Linked DNA regions of Rattus norvegicus: region 2 is linked to region 1. The links are chromatin contacts, called in public Hi-C maps. All regions are on one chromosome and are shown on one strand. Each heading gives the region's core, a stretch centred on a gene start, on an enhancer-like site or on the middle of the called end of the contact. The rest is flanking DNA. Distances are from core to core; before and after follow the strand shown. Region 1 holds the start of LOC102547703. Region 2 overlaps Atxn7l1 (ataxin 7-like 1).

What was found. A called contact is a pair of places that touch in the nucleus more often than the background predicts.
Region 2: a contact with region 1 is called in a Hi-C map of frontal cortex, with 3 times the contacts expected there. The contact joins the enhancer-like site here to the promoter of LOC102547703 in region 1. A contact is called at or near these places in 7 of 12 Hi-C or Micro-C datasets (the Rat2 cell line, Schwann cells, frontal cortex and 4 more) and 1 of 1 datasets of contacts at active chromatin or transcription factors (oligodendrocytes).

Annotation. Positions count from the first base shown.
Region 1 is chr6:55,485,530-55,489,075 of GRCr8, reverse strand. LOC102547703 reads left to right here and starts at 1,810. Exons shown (of 4, transcript XR_010052628.1): 1 at 1,810-2,321. Atxn7l1 (ataxin 7-like 1) reads right to left here and starts at 1,757. Exons shown (of 11, transcript NM_001427851.1): 1 at 1,534-1,757; 2 at 943-1,011. The coding sequence starts at 1,714.
Region 2 is chr6:55,666,318-55,669,863 of GRCr8, reverse strand. The region is part of intron 4 of Atxn7l1 (ataxin 7-like 1); the gene reads right to left. Among named protein-coding and RNA genes, the nearest start is that of Efcab10, 64 kb to the left of the region's middle. Within about 2 kb of position 1,548, at least 6 of the 93 cell types and tissues checked have an H3K27ac peak or open chromatin away from gene starts, as enhancers often do.

The DNA.
Region 1 (3,546 bases), core at 561-3,060:
ATGCTCCACCAGCCAAGTTACGTCTGAACTTTCCTGACACGTCCCATCACTTCCTTCTGCCCCTCTGTGCCTCCCTCCCAACACCAATTTCGTTGGGCCAGTTCTGCATACAAGACTCCAGATAGTGCATCATGATTCAAATGAACCCATCCTTTCTTTAAGCAAAAAGTGGCCTCCAGAGTGGCTCCATTGGAAGTCAGAGGCCAGAGTGACAAATGGTGGCCTTGCAACCAAGGATCACTGACTTACAACAACCAAAGCTGTACGGTGATGCCCAGGCCTGGCATTAAGGCTTCACTCATGCCCAGATCTGGGATCATCGTCCATTCAATGTGTCCCCTTTCAGGTATCATATTTTCATGCTGGGAAACACAGATGGGGGCTTTGGAGCACAGGCTAAAGATCTGCACATGTTGATACCCCTAACCCAGGCCACTGTCTACAGTCTGTGACCAGAAACAAAATGTTACTTGCAGCCAAGGCTTGCCATGTGCAATGGTTTTTTTTCAGTGAGAGTGGAGAAGTAGCTGCTGGAATGACCGGCCATGTGGGGTTCATTAAAACTTGTGAATTTACATATGAGGGAGGCTGGAATGCTTGTGAAGGGGAGCCCCATGCCTCACTCGGGGGTTCCAAACCCCACCACCACCATTGGCCCATGGTGCTCCAAGAATGGCAGACACCATCAGGAGGTTTAGATGTGGACTCCAGCGGAGTGCAGTAAACTTCTGCCTTCCACAGCCTCCCCCAGACTGAAAGACCCCCCCAGTTGTATTTATACTTGGAAGGAAGTTAACAGTGAAGCAGTAGTCACCTGGGCGTGCTCGATTTTTGACAAGCCTTAGTCACTCTGTACCCAGCAGAACAATTCACATTCTATTCCAAAGCCTGTGAAGACTGTGCCACACAAGCTAACACTAACATACCAAGAGCTCCACTTACCTTCTTTATTAAGCCTCATAACCTCCCTGCTTTTGCCACCCTCTTTTCCAGCCTCTTCTAAATCTACATCTGCAGATGAAAAAGAAAAGGAAAAAAGAAAATGAGGAAAAAAGGGGGGGAATGCCAAAGTCAAGGGGGGGAGGGAGAGTGTTTATTGACAAACAGATCGATCTAAATACTGTATCTGAAAATCTTGCAAAATTTGACAATGCAACATTTTCTCCCGAGTCTGGGTTTTCATCTACCTGGCCCAGATAGGTACCCCCAAAAAAAGAAAAAAAGAAAAAAAAACTATGCAAGCAGCAACAGAGTCGCCTTTTAAACAGACACCACCGTGGGGCTGCGAAAGCCCACCCCGCGGGCTGCTTGCCCCGGAGAGCCAGGCACAGACAGACAGACAGCCTTGCTGGCAACCGGGCCTCTCTGTGCTCTGATGGTCTGTGTCTGTGTGTATTTATTTAGAGAGAGAGAGAGAAGCATGGAGGACGCCGGGGGCCACTCTCTCTCACACACACACTTTTTCCCAGTGGCTCTAGGTGAATGGAAAGGTTACAGGATAATAAAAGGAGGAACAGGCGGTGGGGTTCTTACTGTCGGAGCAGTGTAATTTGGCGGCGTCGATCCAGGAGGACCAGGGTTTGCCCAGAAACGCCTCCGGACTGGGCACTTTGCGGTGCAGTGTCGCCATTGCTGTTCCTTCTTGTTGCTTTTTCCCTGTTCCTTCGGCAGCAGCAGCCGAGAGACACGGGATTCGAGAACGCTCCGACGTCATCTTCGGAACGTTCCGACATTGAGTGTTCTGAGAGGGGGAGGAGGGCGGCAGAAGAGGCGGGAGGCGGGGCGCGCTCGGCCCTGCGGGGCCCTGCTGTGCTGCGTGAGGCCGCTGGGGGCGCCAGAGAGGCGCAGAGTGCGCGGGGCCGGGGAGAGCGCGGAGTCCAGCAGGCTGAGAGCAGAGCCTGAGTGCGCGGCTGGTTCAGTGGGGCAGGGTCACCTCGCAAGGATGCTGCACCCCGCCGCCCTGTCCAGCCAGCAACCCGGAGACTGGTGCAACTCCGGAAAGAAGCAAAGGTTCTTTCGCCCAGTCGCCGCTGGAGGACCGAAAGTTTTGCTCGCTGCAAATCCCTTCCTCCCAAAGTCCCAGTCACCCACCGCGCGACGTCCTGGAAGGATCCCGGAGGTTTAGTGGGGACGAAATCGGCTGGTTCGCACCCCTCCATCCTTATCTCTCAGGACAGAGCGGGAGCTCTAGCGAGTACACCTCCCACCTACCATCCGCTTCACCCTGTCTCATTTCTCGGTGAGCCTTGGAACCCGATCGCTTAGCAGATGCCTTCAGGAAGCAGAAGCAAAGGGGAAATGGACTTAACTCCAAGAATCAGGTGAGTGGGGGCGAGGGGAGTGATCATCCCATCCCGAGCTTGGCAGGCAAAATTCCACAGTCATTTTGGCTCTGGTTCCCAGGGGGTCTGTGCGTTGTGTGTCCCAGCTGGTAGAGCCACCGCAGAGACTTTGCTCCGCGCACACCGGTCTGAGCGAGCTCAGGACTCTCAGTTGATGCTAAGCCCTTCCCGCAGATCCAGCACTTCCACTGAGCAGGTTGACCAGAAGACTTAGCATCCCCCACCCCCAACCCCCACCCCCGGGAAACTTGACTGCCAGAAGCGTGGACTCCTGGAGCTTTGAGAAGTCTCTTCTGACCCTAGGGGCTGGTAACTGAGACCTTAACATCTCCTGTTATCTATCTCTTTAAAATTGTTTGCTTACTAGGAATTCCCTAAACTGTATAGACACCCTTACCCCACAATCAATAACTTTTCCATTTATAAAACATCCTTCCATTCTTACCTCTGCTGTCCGAGGAGCTCGTCTGCTCCACACCGAAGCATTGCTTGCTTCTGAGCTGTATTCTGGTGGGGCTGGAACGTCCTGGCACTCCACACCATGAACCTCAAAACCTGCATTTAAATGGGGTGATGAAGGAGCATCTAGAGGCTTGTTTTCAGCTGTGATGTGTGTGGGAGTGGGCCTGCTTATATCAAACATAGATAACTCTCCGGTTTTTTTGGATGGATTGCTACCTAAGGTGCCAGTGGATAAGGCATTACCTCACTTTAAATACTTGTGGTTTGGGAAATATTTCTCAGATCTTAGATGAACCAGGCACGGTACCTGACATTATTCCACCGACGCATCTTTTTAAACAATATTGTTTCTCATGGATGGACCCATTGCCCAGGGTCCGGGAGACAAGGAAGATCCATCCCGGTCTTTACAGAGCTGCAGTTGGAGAAGTATCATGCTTAGCTCTTCAGGGAAGCTGGGCACATGCACAGTGATACTAGACCAGTGTGAAAATGGTGTGGACGTTCGTGGCTGGGCCAGTTCCTCGGAGGAAGTGGACATGAGCTAAGATTGTTCAGAAAATGTGTCACCAAGAAAACGGAATCTGCTCTTCATGTTGGAAATTGGGGAGGTTTTATAGGAAGCTGAGGTCTGATCTTGCCAAGGGAAGAGGAACCAGGCAGAACCTTGGGTAAATATAAGCATGTGTGGTACTGGGTGTGGCTTAGCTGTGTAACCTCCTGTGTCCTACTAGGACCATTG
Region 2 (3,546 bases), core at 299-2,798, 180 kb before region 1:
AAGTACAATGGAGAGGAAAATGGAAGAAGGGAACAAGTCATTCCATACTCAGGAACTCCCGAGCTTGGGTGAGTCACTGCAGCTCACATCTGGATAGGGATTTCTGCAAGCAGAGCAAGCAGGAAGCCCAGCCTATTCCCATAAGACAATTCCTGCAGTCCAGCAATGTGGGGACTCTGACGTTCCAGGGCACCTTGTTTTCTAGGGGAGGCTATCTGTACAACCCATAGGCCATTCAACGGGATGAAGGAGGCCCTGTTCTCTACAGTTTTCTCTTATTCCAAGGGTGTGGAGCTTAGGAAGGGGGTCCCCAGCATTACCAGGAGACCAAGGAGTGCTAAGTATTCCCGGAGAGCCCTTGTACCCTTGGGCTGTGGAAGAATCAGCAAGCTGGAGAGTAGTCTGAACGTAGTAGGGCATGTGATGCTGCCCAGGCTGCCCTTGGGAACAGCTGTGGGTACAGTGGGCTTCAGGCCCACACAAGGTTTCGCCGACAGCTCCAGACCTTACCAATGCTCAGCGCATTGCCCCATAACTAAGAACCACAGACACACAACTCAGATGGGTGGCCATCAAGATTCACATCATTTCGGAAACAGCATGAAGGCCACCGAGGGCTAGGGGCTGGGGGTTGGGTGGATTCTGGAAGAGTGAGTTCCTAGCAATAGCTTAGAGCTGGCTATCCTCAGGAGCAGCAAGTGGGAACACTTCCCGCTGTGGCCACCAGAGGTCACTGGCTCCCAGTATTGGAGTTGTAAAATGTCCTTTTAGAGAGCCTGTTACCTGGGTACCATGGCTGGAGCATTAAAGTCTCCTCAAGCTCTAGTGCCAATTCGGACCCAGGAGAGGGATGGTGATTCCTTAAAGAACGTCCTCCATGTCCCTGTCAGGGAGGGATGAGAGCAGACACCTGAGATGACCCTGGGATCCCACGTCCGGGCTCTCCCTATAAGGAGTCACTCTGAACACAGAAAGGAAACGGCCAGGGACTCACTGCGACCAGCTGCTCCCATTTACCTCAGAGAAGAACAAACACATTCAGAACAAACATTCCCATTCATTCACTCATTTTCATTCATATTCTCTGTCTCTGTCTGTGGGCAAACAACCGAGAGCCACTGATGAGTTCTGAAGAGTTCTGAGCAGTACACTGTGTGTGTGTGTGTCTGTGTCTGTGTGTCTGTGTGTGTGTCTGTGTGTGTGTGGGTGTGTGTGCAAGTGCATGTGTGCATATGTGTGAATGTGTGCATGTTTGAGTGTGTATTCGAGTGTATAGGAGTGTGTGTGCGCCTGTGTAGTGTGTGAGTGCATGTGTGCATGTGTGTGTGTGTGTGTGCGCATGTTTGAGTGTGTATGCGAGTGTATAGGAGTGTACATTTGTGTGTGTGTGTGTGTGTGTGTGTAAGGAAGGGATGTACTGAAAAGGCAAAGATTTCACAGCCTACATGGACGCTCTGATATGACTCCCTGGGGCTTCTGGGAACCAACCCCCAATTCATGCCAGCACCAGGCTAGAAGAGCTAAGCCCCAAGTCCCTCCCACAGGCCTCTGGCTGGGTCCTCTCCATAAAACACTGGGAAGGCATCCAGGACACATGAGCTCCCACATGTCCCCTCTCTCCCAGAAGACTCACCTCCCATTTCCAAGCATTTTGGGAGGGGCCGTCTGAAAGGAGGGAGCCCCTCCCCCACCACGCTGTAGGGTGTGCACAGGGAGGCCAGGAGCCTGCTGATTTTTCTTCTGCTTTGGCTCATTTTCCTTCTGGAGCAGCAGGCTCATCTCCTGCATTTTTAATAGTGGGGCATATTTAGCATTCAACACACACTTGCAGGTTGATAAGGCCCAAGGAGAAGGCATCAAGCCATCCATGGGAGGAAAGCCTCTTCCCAACTCTTCCCTGCCTCCTGCCACATCAGCCAAAATCGGGCAGATCCTAGTTTTCAGTCTACTTGCAGGGCTGTCGTGGGAAGGGACAGCAGAGGAGAAAGTTGCCCTGGCTGACAGTCTCTCTGGTCCCTGGCGCAGCAGAGACTCGTAATAAAGGATGAAATGGTTCGTCTTGCTTTCTTGAGATGGGGCCTTTGCTCAAGGTCAAGTAATCTTACCCGCTCTGAATCCTGAATGCCAGGATTATGGGTTCATCTGCTGGGACTATGGATATATTCCCGGTTGTCTTTTGCCCACCTCCCTGTGTCACTGTGGACTACATGGACTCTGTGGCTTCCAACTTCCTCAGGGGTGATTTCTGACAGGCAAGTGAACTAGAGAAAAGGGGACCGCAGGGGAAGGGCTAACAGTCTGCTATGTGGAGTCTCAGGTGGGTCAAAAGAGACAGGTTCGATGACAGGAGGATGCTGTCTTCCTCTTTCTCCCCTTTCCTCTTCCTCTTTCTTTCCTGTAATGCCGGTGACCAAAGCCACTTGATTGTTGAGCTTCTCCCCTAGCCTATTTCGGGGACAGAGTCTTGCTAAGTTGTCCGATCTGGCTTTGAACTCGCTCTGGAGTCCTGGCAGACCTTGAACCTTTAATCCTCCTGCCTCGAACTCACCAGACCTGGCTCCTCCTCCCCATGTCCCTCCTCTTCATTGTGTGTGTGGACACATGCATGGCACGAGGTTGGTATGGAGGTCCCCAACTTTGTGGAGCTAGTTCTGAGGACAGAACTCAGGTCACCAAGCTTGTGGTGAGCCTTTCACCTGCTAGATCATCTCACCGGCCTTCTCCTTTCTTCTTTTAAATTTTTCTATGTTCATTTGACTATTTTTTTTGAGACAGGGTCTCACTGTGCAGCCCTGGCTGGCCTGAGACTCGCTACACAGATAGCCAATGCCTCTGAGGCGCTGGGTCTAAACACATGAGATACCAAGTGTAGCCTCCCCCTTCCTTTTATTTAAGGTGTTTTTCCCCTCCCTACTAAGTCATAGAAAGGGGCAAAATCATACAACTGCAGACTGTCCAACTTGGTGTGAAAATACCAAGGGATCAGCCTGACTCAGGGGTGCTGTTTATAGCCAGGCATTCAAACCTGAGCTACCTGTGAAAGGGTATCCTGATGCCTACTGTCAAATTCCATGTCAAGTCTGCCAACCCTATAGACAGGCAATCTTGTGTGCTTAAGTGGCCTTGAGGGTCAACTGAGAACTCATTTGGATAGGGCCTCTGGCTGGGCATTCTCTATGGGTCTCCCTGCTGTTCCCACTATAGGTTCAGAAAGACCAGGCTAACACAATTAAGGACCGAGTGTTCCTTCTGCTTCACAAGAGACCCAGAGGTTCCCATGTGGGGTCACTCAGAAACACAAGGTCTGTGCTCTCTGAGAGCAGCCAGGTGACTACTTAACTCGTGCCGTGTGGTGGCTGCTCTCTCGAGCTGAGAATGTAATTCTAAATATTTAAGTTCACAACAGTTTTAAAACAAGAGAGTCAATCCTGTTATGACGGGGTTTCAGTGTGTTTGGGACCACTTGAGTTTGCGACTCTGCCAGACGGTTTCTAGTTCTTAATGGCACCTGACAATGAAATAAATATCCCAGGTGAACAATGCCCT